Linked DNA regions of Mus musculus: region 2 is linked to region 1. The links are chromatin contacts, called in public promoter capture Hi-C maps. All regions are on one chromosome and are shown on one strand. Each heading gives the region's core, a stretch centred on a gene start, on an enhancer-like site or on the middle of the called end of the contact. The rest is flanking DNA. Distances are from core to core; before and after follow the strand shown. Region 1 holds the start of Myo18a (myosin XVIIIA). Region 2 holds the start of Aldoc (aldolase C, fructose-bisphosphate).

What was found. Capture Hi-C pulls out chosen DNA fragments and counts their contacts.
Region 2: a contact with region 1 is called in a promoter capture Hi-C map of adipose tissue. The contact joins the promoter of Aldoc here to the promoter of Myo18a in region 1. A contact is called at or near these places in 2 of 39 promoter capture datasets (frontonasal cranial neural crest and liver), 1 of 115 datasets of contacts at active chromatin or transcription factors (pancreatic cancer cells) and 1 of 9 other capture datasets (adipose tissue).

Annotation. Positions count from the first base shown.
Region 1 is chr11:77,774,370-77,780,973 of GRCm38.p6, reverse strand. It overlaps Myo18a (myosin XVIIIA), which reads right to left and starts at 3,739. Exons shown (of 41, transcript NM_001291213.1): 1 at 2,660-3,739. The coding sequence starts at 3,658.
Region 2 is chr11:78,318,835-78,325,438 of GRCm38.p6, reverse strand. It overlaps Aldoc (aldolase C, fructose-bisphosphate), which reads right to left and starts at 2,366. Exons shown (of 9, transcript NM_001303423.1): 1 at 2,217-2,366; 2 at 926-1,049; 3 at 624-835; 4 at 476-530; 5 at 230-390; 6 at 27-110. The coding sequence starts at 1,037. Spag5 (sperm associated antigen 5) reads right to left here. Exons shown (of 24, transcript NM_017407.3): 16 at 5,861-5,972; 17 at 5,367-5,453; 18 at 4,987-5,107; 19 at 4,767-4,878; 20 at 4,316-4,396; 21 at 4,022-4,177; 22 at 3,867-3,941; 23 at 3,673-3,753; 24 at 2,982-3,311. The coding sequence ends at 3,240.

The sequences.
Region 1 (6,604 bases), core at 2,490-4,989:
CCTGCTTCAGAAGTCATACGGGTGGGTTTCCTACGGTGCCCTCTGTCAGATCTGTTAGGCTTAAGTCTGGGGAAGAAGTCCTCTGGGCATCAACTGGGCTGGTCCAATGAGTGGGGAGGTAGAACAAGCCAGGACTTTAGGGACACCAGCTGCAAGGTGGATGCTACCGCATCTCCAAGCTAAAGCATCCTCTTCCCTGGGGAGGGGGCGGCAGCAGCAGCTGGGAAGGTAAAGGGCCCGGGAAATGTGAGATGCCAGGACAGTCCCTGAGCTATAAACAGTAAACACAGTAGCATCTGGGATGCCAGGCTCTGGGGCCCCAGAGGCATGGCTGTGGCTCGGCAGGGAGCTGGCAACAATGCCCCAGGGGGGGTTGTGTTTGAGAAGAAAATTCCACCTGTTAAAGGCAGTATCAGCAGAGGGAAAAAGAGACAAGTGTAGTAGAATACCATGACCTAGGTTCTGAGATAAAAGTATTTCCCTTGCACATCTTCCTTTAAATATGGTTCCTTGAGTTCAGCCTAGCTAGGCAGCTAACAGAGAGGAGATGTTCAATGTGTCTGTCTCTCTCCTCTTTTTTTTTTTTTTTCTTTTTTTGTTTGTTTGTTTTTGTTTGCTTGCTTATTTGTTAATTTGGAGACAGGGTCTCTCTACATAGTCCTACCTGTCTTAAAACTCATTGTGTAGACCCAGCTGGCCTCAAACTCATAGAAACCCACCTGCTTGTCTCCTGAGTGCTGGGATTACATATATATACCACCACACACAGCCTTTTTCTGCTTTTTTTAAAAAAGATTTATTTATCTTATTTTTATGTGTATGAACATTTTGCCTGCACGTACATATATGCGACTTAGAATTCCTGGTACCCCAGAAAGTCAGAAAAAGGCTTCATATCCCCTGGATCTAAAGTTATGTTTGGTTGGAAGCCACCATACAGGTTCAGGGAACCAAACCTGGGTGTTCATCAAGAGCAACAAGTGCTTTTAACTGCTAAACCATCTCTCTAGCCTCCTCTTGTTCTTCTTATTTATTAATATTAGTGTGTGTGTGTGTGTGTGTGTGTGTGTGTGTGTGTGTGTGTGTAAGCACACAGAGGTCAGAGGACAATTTTTAGAAGTTGGTTCTCTCATTCTCTGGGATCCAGATACCAAACTTAAGACTGATAAGCTTGCATGGTAAGTGAATTCCCCATTACCTGATGAGCCATCTCTCTGGCCCTCAGTGTATACCTCTAAAATGAATAAGTCCAGGTCCCTCTCTGGATTCTATAGAAGCATTATCCTACCCACTAACCTCCCTCTGCAAAGCTGCCTAAACCCAACCAGTTCCACTACAGGAAGGCCTGGAACACAAGTCCAGTGTGTCTGCCTAGGTCTGACCTGCCTCTCTTAGCCTCCTCTGGACCCAGTAGACTTCGAGACTGGGTCATCACCCTGAGCATCCTCATCACCCCAAGCATCCTACTCCCCCTCACTGGGAGCTGGGCTCTGCCTGCTTCCTCCCCACTTCCTCCCCTTTCCAACTTTATCACATCTGGCTAATCACTTAGTGCTGAAAGGTCCCAGGCAAGTCACTCATTGCTCAGGCTGCAGGACATAGATCTGGACAATGCTAAAACACACAGCTGGACAAGAACAATGACTGAAGGCCACCTAGTCTGTCATACACCATGTCCACACAGGACATTCAAAATTCTTTTACTCTCCCTGCACCAAAAGATTACCAAGGTTATAAGACTTGGTGTTCCACGGAGACCTAACCATGCATTTGATTTGAGTGCTCTCCTGCCTCCCACTGGAGTTCATGGCGATCACAACTAGTGGATCTCACAGACAGTCAGACTGCAGACTGTCTTTGTAGTGTAGATAAACCTAAACCACAACCATTGTTTATAAGTTCTTTATGCCCTGACTCCTAGTATCTTGCTCACTCGGGGTGAGAGGACATCTCACCTAGAACTATAACCATGGCAGCTAGACATCCCAGATAGCCATGATTTTAGGTCATTTGCCATATTGTTTTCACCCCTGAAATCTAAACAACATGGGCTTCCTATACTCACAGCTTCTCAGATCTCAAAGTGGCACCTGTTAACCTACATCTCCAATTGAGGGCTCAACAAATATAGTACCCAAGCCTCTAAGCTATAAGCTATGATGAAACTTGAACACTTTCTCACCAACTACCCACTGGCATCTCTCTCTCTCTCTCTCTCTCTCTCTCACACACACACACACACACACACACACACACACACCCTGCCCCCGATAGTACCAGGCCAAAGCTGATCTTAACCCAATGCCCTTGAAAACTCACAAGGTTTACTTCAATCACTTCAATCCAAAAGGGCATTGAAGGGAACCTCAGACCCGGATGTCCAGCTGAATTGCTAAGGACTTTCTCCCAGTGAACTTTTGGGGGGTTTCCTTCAGCTTCTTGACAAGGCACAGAAGAAGCAAAGGTGTTTAATGAGTTTCCAGAGGGGCACCCTCTCCTGGACTGGCTTCTCCCTATTGGCCCAGCTCCCCATTTCCACACTCGCTAAGATCTGCTCACAGTTCCTGGGTACCCTCAAGCACCCATTTAAGTACACTACCGAGAGATGCTCACATACACAAACTCTTTGCTCACCCCTGATACCCAGGGAAGCACTCACATCAGCCGGCTCCCTGCGGTGTCCCTCGCCAGTCCGAAGCCAGCTCCGGCTCAGCTCGCTAAGCTCTGGGATGGGCTGTACCTTGAGCCGCACACTGTCCCCAGACTGCCGGATCATCTCCACAATTTCATCCCTGGATTTATTCTCCACATTCTGTCCATTAATCTCCACCAGTCGATCTCCTGGTACCAGCCCCAAGGCCAGGTCCTTGGTGCCTGCCCCTGGCTCAGCAAAGTGAACCACCCGTCGATAAGCCTGACCCTCAGGGGCCCGATCCAGCATGGTTGTGCGCCGCAGTGAGAAGCCAAAGTCTCCTGTGGGTCTTCGTTGTAACTCCAGCTCCCGGAGAGCAGGAGGTGGTGGTGGCACCAGAGCGGGAAGACGTAGATCAGCTGGGAATCTTTTAGTCACCAGCTCAGGGACTCGAGACCGTGGTCCTGGTCGAGGAATGCCTAGCCCAGGATGCTGCATTAGCTGTCCCTCAAGCGTCCGCACCTCTACCTGAGGTGATGGGGCTGCAGAGTGCTCTGAGGGGGTTGAGGTCTCCGAGGCACTCTCATCCCGGCTCCGTTGAGAGAAGGAAAAACGTTTGACAATCATCTGAGAGTTCTGCTTGGCCAGTGAACCGAACTTGGCTGCCCGCTGCAGCACAGAGCCCCGGAAGCTGCCTTCTTCACCCTTGAGGTCATCACTGGAGCTGGCTGTGCTTAGGTGTCCTGAGTCCAGGATGATGCTACCCCGATTGCTGTCAGAGTCAATGTCCGTCAGGTGCAGGTCAGAGCCACTGGCCACCTTGATAGGGATGGGGTTGGAGATTTCCAGGCGCGTCTTAGATTCCCGCTTGGAGGACCGGTTCAAGTTGAAAAAGCCACGGCGCATGCTCATCTCTTCCAGGCTCCGCAGTTCTGCCGCAGACATCCTCTCCTTCTTCTCCTTTTTTTCCTTCTTCTCCTTCCGCCCGCCATCTTTGTCCTTATCTTTCTTCATGAGGTTAAACATGGTGGGTGTGCTGTTTTTAGGGGTTGTATCCCCAGCTGACTATGAGTGCTTAACACAGGGTCTTTGGACCCCACCTTGTAGCTGCAAGTAGAAACAGAGAAAAGAAATTCAGGGTTTTTTTCCAGTTCAGACAGAGGCAGCGGATACTGATAAACCAGTCACCCCTTGTGGAGTGCTACTGATGTACCAGGCAACCTGATTTACATAATTTTTTCTAATTTCACTTCACCCTTTAGACCAAAGCATAGGTGTGCCTGGAGAGACTTGACTTACAGAAAACACAAATTGCAACCTGGAACATAAACGGAAATGGAACACAAAAGGAAACGGAAGGGGCTCTGCAGCATCACCTCCCCACAGGCAGTCCACTGAAGCGATGGGCATCCCACGTGACTGCCCCCCCATGGTATCCCCAGAGCCGCAGCCTTAGCCCCTGCCTCAAAGACCTTGGAGGGTCCAACTTTTTAAAACAATATTCATTTGTATGAGAGTTTTGCCTGTCTGTATGTGCATCACATGGACATCCATGTGGACGCTGGGAGCTGAATCCTGCTCTGGAAGAGTAACAGGTGCTCTTAACCACAGAGCCATCTTTCTAGCACCTGGGATTAGCATTTATATGACGTGTGTTTGTTTGTTTGTTTGTTTGTTTGTTTGTTTGTTTTTCCAGACAGGGTTTCTCTGTGTAGCCCTGGCTGTCCTGGAACTCACTCTGTAGACCAGGCTGGCCTCGAACTCAGAAATCCACCTGCCTCTGCCTCCCAAGTTCTGAGATTAAAGAGATGCACCACCACTGCCCGGCTTTACGATGTGTCTTATCGGGAGCTTCACACATACCCCTTCCTATTCAGTCCTCACAGGTGAGAAAAATGGCTCTTGGGAAATTAAGGATGTGTTAGGGGCTAGTCATCAAATGAGTGGCTGTGCTGCTGTGTCCCATCTGATGCCCTGGGTGCCCAAAGTAAATCGGGAAGGGAAGGAAGAGGAAGTCCAGACTGCACACAGGACAGACAGTTGCGAGGTGGGGGTGGCGTGGGGTCGGCTAGATAAACAGGATCCTGAAAAACTCACATCCTTTTCCCCAGACCAATGCCTAAATATAGCCTAGGGAAGAAAGTTGTGGCCGCCTGAGAGAGAAGGCCGGATCCAGGATGTGAGAGCACCTAGGGCCCTAACCTACCCCCATTCTCATGCATACCCGATTAGGGGCAGGAGTAAGAAAAACCTGGTTGGGAGGGGGAGGGGGGAAGCCCCAGAGGGCCTTTCTTGTTCTAACCAGCAGGGAACACAAAATAAAAGTAGGCCACACCGTCTAATTAGAAATTAAGTGTAATTTCTCTCTCTCCATGAATGCCTCCCCTCTGAATTCCAGACAGAGGGTCTCTGAGCTTATTCCCTCCAGCAATGGCCTATTGCCAGGCCCTGGCTAGGCATTTCCTCTCTCCCCAACCCCCAAAGCAAGGCAAGGCCCTCCACTATCCCCTTTCCACTGAGGGACAAGCTCCCACCAGCCAAGGTTCAACGCCCAGGCAGGCAGTGAGACCAGGAACTCCCAAGCTAATTGCTCACAAGTTTGATTCTGTATAATCACACATGGCAACCCACAGACATCTGGAACTCCACTTCCAGGAGACCCAATGTCCACTTCTGGCCTCATGGGCACCAGGCACATTTGTGGCCCAAACACATACATGTAAGCAAAATGCCCACACACATAAAATAAATAAATAAATAACAATTAAAAAGAAAGAAATTGCCAGGCAGTGGTGGCGCACGCCTTTGATCCCAGCACTTGGGAGGCAGAGGCAGGCGGATTTCTGAGTTTGAGGCCAGCCTGGTCTACAGAGTGAGTTCCAGGACAGCCAGGGCTACACAGAGAAACCCTGTCTCAAAAAGACAGACAGACAGACAGACAGACAGACAGACAGACAGACAGAAAGAAAGAAAGAAAGAAAGAAAGAAAGAAAGAAAGAAAGAAATTGGTGAATTTGGGCAGGGTGACACATACCTACAATTCTAAGTACTTGGAAGGCTGAGACAGGATCTTAAATTTAAGGCAAATTTGGCCAGTAACTAGAAACTTTGTTTAAAAAACAAACTAGATAAACTTAAGTTCCATTTACGGGCTGGCGAGATGGCTCAGTGGTTAAGAGCGCCGATTGCTCTTCCGAAGGTCCCGAGTTCAAATCCCAGCAACCAAATGGTGGCTCACAACCATCCGTAACGAAATCTGATGCCCTCTTCTGGAGTATCTGAGGACAGCTACAGTGTACTTATATATAATAAATAAATAAATCTTTAAAAAAAAAGGTTCCATTTACTACAATGTATCCAAACTGTTATCTCAACATGTAATCTACATAAAATATTTATAAACATAAATTATTTTATATTTAATTTTCTGTATTTTGTTTTGTTTTGATATATAGACACGTGTGCATGTGCGCACACGCATGTGTATTTTATTTATTTTGCTTTTTTGTTCTGAGAGATAGTCTCATGCAGTTCTGGCTAGACCTGAAACTCAGGACAGAGACCAGGTTGGCCTCAAACTCATGGAGAACCTTTCTGCCTCTGCCTCCTGAGAGCGGCTGAGATTACAGGTATGCACAACCGTTCCTAACTCATCCATATTACATTTCCAAAATCCAGAGCAAGGCTGAGTATGACGGTTCATACCTTTAATCCTGGCACTCGGGAGGCACAAAGATCTCTGTGAGTTCGGGGCTATCCTGGTCCACACAGTGAGCTCCAGAACTGCCAGAACTTCATAGAGAAAGAAACCTGGTCTCAACATGAATGAGTAAGTAAGACCCCGGTCTGCACTTTACATTTAGAACACAGCCTGCATTTCAGATGCTTAGTCTCCAGGGATGCAGAGTTTTGGAGATAGAATATGCCCTGGTTAGGGTTTTTTGTCAATTTAACACAAGCTAGAGTTGTCTG
Region 2 (6,604 bases), core at 1,117-3,616, 550 kb before region 1:
TCCCTCCCGGCTATGTTTGGTCTTACCTTCTCTGTAACATACTGGCAACGTTTGAGGTCATGGTCTCCGTCAGGCAGAATCTCAGGCTCCACAATAGGCACGATCCCATTCTGAAAGCAAGAGCAGGGTTAACTGGAAGAAGTAGAAGATAGGATGGGAGAAAGCCATGAAAGCACATCTCCACCGGCCCCGGGGCCCTCATCCAACCACCCAACCCCCCAGCACACACCTGCTGGCAGATGCTGGCATAGCGGGCCAGCACGTTGGCATTCTCCAATATGGCCAGTGCCGACGGCGTGCGATCACTGATTTTTAGTACACAGCGCCATTTGGCAAAATCAGCACCGTCCTTCTTATACTGAGCACAGCGTTCCAAGAGCCCATCCAGCCCTGAAAACACAGTGCCAGCCTTACCACCCTGCCTCCATCTTGCCAGCATCAACATGTCCCACCCCTGTACCCACCCAACAGGTACCTTGAGTGGTGGTTTCCCCGTCGGTCCCAGCTAGAGGCACTACACCCTTGTCAACCTGCAAGGGAAACAGATAGAGGTCTGGCTTGTCACCCTCTTATATACACTGGTTTCCACACCTAGCCCCCAGGCACCACCAGGGACTGTGTACCTTGATGCCTACGAGAATGCCCTTATCCTGGATGGTGCGGACGAAGGGGACACCATTGTCATCTTTCTGGTAGAGTGTCTCATGGAAGAAGATGACCCCCCCAATGCACTTTTTCACACGGTCATCAGCACTGAATAGGACCTGGCGGTACAGCCGGCGATTCTCCTCAGTGTTCTCCACCCCAATTTGGCTCAGCCTTTTGGCCATGCTGCCTAGAAGCAAGCAAAGGGGAGACAGGCTGGTTCTTTGGCTAGAATTCCTTGGCAACCTCTCCTCAACCCTGACCACAGGCTCCCACTTACCTACGGACTCATCTGCAGCCAGAATGCCCTTGCCGGGGGTCACGATCCGTAGAGCAATATCCGACAACTCCTTCTTCTGCTCAGCAGAAAGAGCTGGGTATGAGTGGGGCATGATGACAGTTGTCTAGAATGGAGAAGACATAAGCTCTAGACTCCGAGGACCTTCTACTTCCTCTCCTAACCAAACAGGCTTCCCAGCACGGGGCTGGGAGCAGGAGAGCAGCCTTTGGCCTGGAGCCTGGGCATCAAAGTGGTATCAATCTCTTTGACAGCTAACAGAGTTAGGGCCCCAGTTCCCACATCTCCTTTTGTTCCTGGTGGGCACCCTTCCCAGCTCCAGAAGAGATGCAGCGTGGGGGATGGGAGGCGACAGCCCTGAAGCCACAGGTCTTCCTGGAAACTGCTGCCAGGTTGAGAATGCCAGCTCTTCTTTCACTGAATCTGGCCCCTTCCTGAGGTAAACAGAAAACCTGTTGTTTCTGATTTTTGCTTTCCTGCTTCCCCTTTCTTTTCTTCAAAAGGGTCCCTAAGGCGGGGGGGGGGGGGGATCACTTTTCTCAAAGGTTTGTGAATGAGACGTTTAACCTACAGCATCCTTCCCCAAGTCTAGTGGAAGGCAGGGGGCAGGGAGTAGCAGTGGTACAGGTACTGAAAACCTGACTGCCTTTGCTACTGCCTACTCCCCTACCTATGGTGGAGATTGACTCCCAGGGCTGCAAGTATGGTAGGAGAGAGGCAATATCAGCATACATGAGAGGACAGGAAAGAGACATCACCAGATCATCCCTAGTACCCGGCATTCCCTCATATGCAAGAGGCACAGGAAATAGGGAGGCTTGGCTCCCCACAACTCAGCCTCCTAGTAGAGACCCCAGAGGCGAGGAATTAAGGCTGAGTGAGTGGATTATGGGAAAGAGGGAGAGATGCAGGAAAAGCAGGAAGGAGACCTGGAAGAGGTGAGACGGGTAATGGTGATACAAGCTAACCGGTCCTGATGCTCTTCCTGGGCCTATACCCTAGAGTAGAGGACAAGCCTAGAAGAACCAGAAATGGACTGAGATTAAAATGTCCTGGGTGGAATGCACTGACCCCAATGAAAAAGTCCTGGAGGCATATGACTTGGAACTGGAAAGGAGAACTAGAAGGAAGAAGAGAAGCACGGTTTTCCTGAGCCATGCATGGGGTTTCAAAACCACAGAAAGCAGAGGAACTTGGGTCCCAGGGAGAGGGCAAGGACAGCATGGGAAGACAAACCGGACGCGAGCATCTCAGGCTCGCTTGGAGACCTTACCTATACTCAGCCAGTCACTCAGCCAGTCAGCCGCGGGAGCCACAGCACAGCTCACTTTTCCTCTGATTAGCTCGGTCCAAGCTGGAGTAAATAAGGTGGCAGCACTTGCCGCAGAGCTACGTGACTCCCTGGGGGCGTGACAGATACCTCCCGTCCTGGTCCCGCCCTCTCCCCAGGACTGGTCTAGGGTAAGGCCACGCCCTCAGAGGTGGAGTAGTGAGGTGGAGTGATTCCTCTGCCAGGGTCCGGAAGGTTGTTAGAGACGATGCCCTTCCCACATCATGGAACCCTGCCAACAGGGCCCTAGAGGGAAGAGATGGACTTGTGTTTGTCTCTACCACAATCAGTCCTTTGCTGTGTAAGGCATTATGTGGAATGTTGGGGATTAAGCCTGGTTTAGAGGAGAGATCTCTAAACATCAGCAGGTAGGGCAGAGGCCCACCTAACAGTGCCCCACTTCAAGACATGGAATAATGGAATTGAGTTTCTGTGCTCTGCCCCATATTTACCAGTGCCTACCCCCAAGGGGGATGGGGAAAGTAAGTGAATGGAGTCTTTTCTGTTCCCCCCAGGCAGTGGTCCAGGGAACAGGCAGTCCATTGCCCTCCCCCCCACCCCCTTTTTTTGTTGGTAGAAGAAGAGAATCAAGCAAAGAAAAGCAGTCAGCCTTGGCTTTAGCTGCAGCAGGAAGTGGTGAAGGGTGCCTAGGCTGAAGTGCTGATCTGCCCACTCCTACCCCCAAAATAAGATTCAGTGGACTGGAAGGACTACATTAAATACACTTTATTTAAATAACATAAAACATGGTCGGCTCTATGCCAATTGGTCTTATTATTGGGATAAGGGTTGGGATAAAGAGCCCTGAAGGAAACTGGAGTGGAGTGGAATTCATTTTTCAGGGTTTTTGCTGTGTTGTCTGTGTTAGGTTCCCAAATTCCTGGGATTTGGCAGCACTCCAACTTTGGCGTCTGGAGCAGCTGGAACTACAGGTGCACACCACTGCATTCCAATATTTTCAGTTTCTTAGCTCAGAAATTCTAGCAATCCTTGTAACTCCTTGCAACTCTTCATAGTCTCTGGGATAGACAACAGAGTCTGGGAAGAGACAGAAAACAGTTCTGAATCACAAGCCTGAAGCCAAAGCTCCTGGCCTGTGATGCTGGAAAAGTGAAAATGAAGCCACTGTAAGAAGTCAGGCTGAGGGCTGGAGAGATGGCTCAGCGGTTAGGAGCACTGCCTGTTCTTCCGAAGATCCTGAGTTCAAGTCCCAGCAGCCACATGGTGGCTCACAACCATCTGTAATGAGATCTGACTCCCTCAGAGGACAGCTACAGTGTACTTTCATATAATAAATAAATAAATCTTTAAAAAAAAAAAAAAGTAGTCAGGCTGAGAACCGGAGCCATGCTCCTCAGCCCCTCCGGCAGCCAGGTCCCACTACCTCCTTCACTTTTACCTCATAGACATGCTGAATTGTGTCATCGAGTTTCTTTAACTCTGTGTCAGAGCGCCGAAGATTCTCCTCCAGGATGTGCCTCTACAATGCAAACAGGCTTCATGAACCCTACACGTAAAGAACACAGCTAGAGAGAACAGAGGAAATATATATGGCAGGGTGCTTCTGTGGTGGAAGGAAACAGAACTGCTTACATGGCTCAGATACTTGTCCATCAGCTGTTCCTTCTCAGTTTTCATCTCCAGGAACATAACCCTCAGCTTGCTCACCTATAAATATGTCCACGTTAATAGGGGCATAGCGTGGGGTCCCCATTATTTGTACAGCTCCTTTGTTAACTCTGTGTTACCTCCTGTGAGAGAAACACTTTTTCCTGGATCCAGTTAGTAGCCATCAGCTGGCAGCTGGGATCTAGCTGGCCTTCCAGGGCTTCCTGGAGCACTTTAGTCTCTGTCTCTGCACGCCGAAGTGACTGTGTGAGCTGGGTCACCTCCTCTCTGAGGTTCTGGGAACAAGAGCAGAGGTAACCCAACAGCACTCAGGGGTAACGGAGATAACCCAACAGTACTCAGAGGTTCTTTCTCTCCTTCCTCCATCAGGTGGGAAAAGCAGAGACCTGGCCATAGCATCAGGAGAAACGTACTATGAGCTGGCCGCTCTTGTCTATTTGCCCCAGGATCTTCTCGTTCTGCTTCTGTATCACTTCCAGGAGCTCCTTCTCATTCTGTGAAGAAGGACAGAAGCACTGAGGAAAGGCTCACTTCTTTTCAGCCAGAAGACAGGACTGAATGCCCGAGCCATGCTCAGCCCCGGGGACTCGTTCATATCCGTCCACTTATTCAGGACCAAGTCAAGCATGGCACGTCTTGGTTTCAGAACTCTGCTTCAGTTCTGGGCTTTTCTCCTGGGTCTGCTTGGAGAAGACAGGTCAACCCAGTACTAGTTCTCAGATAGGAAGTGTCTGACCCCAAAAGGGCAAAACTAGAGCAGTAGTTGGAACCCCCCCACTACCTAGATTCCTAGAAAGGGGGTCCCAATGGGCCAGCGGAGCTGCCCCAGTTCCTCATTGCCCCACTTTAAGGTCCCTCCTTCACCTTGCGGAGCAAGCACAAGGCCTGGTTCAGCTTCTCCATGTCTGCTTCCTTTGCCTTCAGGGCTTCCTGATGCTCTTCTTCTTGGGCCTGTAGTCTCGAGTGTAGTTCACAGCTGGGGGGGGTGAGGGGGGGCAGGAGAATCTGGCATCATTCTCATGCTCTGCCCTTGGCATGAGGGCTGCTCTCATCACTCCCCATCATTAACACTGACACCGCTTACATTTCCCTCTGCAGGACCCCAGTGGCCTCCTCTTTAGACTCTTGCAGCAGGGAACACAGGCTCTTAAGCTCTTGTAACACAGTACTCATTTCTGCCAGGCTCTTCTCCAAGTCTGGGGTCTCTGAAAGACAAAGTTCTAGATGGAGACATAGCCCTTCTGCCAACAAGGACAGGGTACACAACCACTGCTCCCACAACTTTATGTTTCCCACCCACATGGTTTAACTATCCGGAACATTACAGATCCCAAGAGACAGAAATAAAATGAGCCCAAGTAGAATTGAGGTTTTTAGAGCAAAGCACTTCTGACTGCTTTTGTCTTTGCACATCACTACCTGACCTTTGAGAAATGAGGGATGGTCCCTGGAGCCCATCCTAACCTGTAGGCTGAAAGGAAGCCATTGAGGCTACTCGGGTGAAAGCACTCTTAACACTTCCAAGCAATGGCACAGGAGCTGGTTCTGGCACTAAAGCAAAAACAAATCAGGGTTATTTAGCCACATAGAAATTCATGGCCATCCTGAACCACATGAGACCTCTTTTTTTTTTTTTTTCTTTAAGATTCATTTATTATATATAAGTACACTGTAGCTGTCCTCAGAAACACCAGAAGAGGGCATCAGATCCCATTACAGATGGTTGTGAGCCACCATGTGGTTGCTGGGATTTGAACTCAGGACCTCTGGAAGAACAGTCAGTACTCTTAACCTCTGAGCCATCTCTCCAGCACCGACCCTACCTCTTAAATAAACACAAAAACAAAAACCCAACACCATAGAGAGGGGTAAGACCAGCATGTCTGGCAGTGTGCATCTGTACTGCTGAGAGCAAGAGCAGGTCACTTTCCGCTCCCTGAGATGCCAAGGTCGTTAACCTTCATCTACTGCTGCTGTCGGGGTCTGTTCTGAGATGCTGCTGTCATTGGACAGAGGGTGTTCCTGGGCTGGAGCAGAGCCTGTGCTGGGCAGAATGATCTCTGATTCAGCCTGGGGACAAAGGAAAAAAAAAATAACCATCCACTGTTCCGCTGTACTTTACAACTTTAGATCATTTCCTGAGCTCTGAATTGTCCTTCCAGGGTGAGCATCCACGATCTACCTTACAGCAGTTCTCTCTCTAGCTCCCCATGAATGCCTTTCCCTGAACATTCTTATGTGTTTAAGTCTCACCCACTAAAACAACAGTAATTAAAAGAAAAGCCCTTAAATGTTTTAGTGCCTACTGTCCTTTCTCTTCTATTTAATGAGGAGGGAGGAAGGCAGGCAGGCCTATAATTCTTACCTTACTACCTTGTCAGTAGTGCGCCACTGACATCCATCCATCCATCCATCCATCCTTCCTTCCTTCCTTCCTTCCTTCCTTCCTTTCTTTCTTTCTTTCTTAGCATTTATGTATGTGTATGTGTACATATGAGTGAGGACAGAGGATGTCAGACGGCCTGAGACTGGCGTTACAGACAGCTGTGGCTATCAGATGTGGGTGCTGGGAACTGAACTCAGGTCCTCTTCAAGGACAGTATGTGCTCTTAATCACTAAACCCTCTTCCAGGCCTGGCATCCTTACTTTCAAACACAACAGGTACTTTCTAGCCCTTACTTTACTGTTTGACAATGATGGT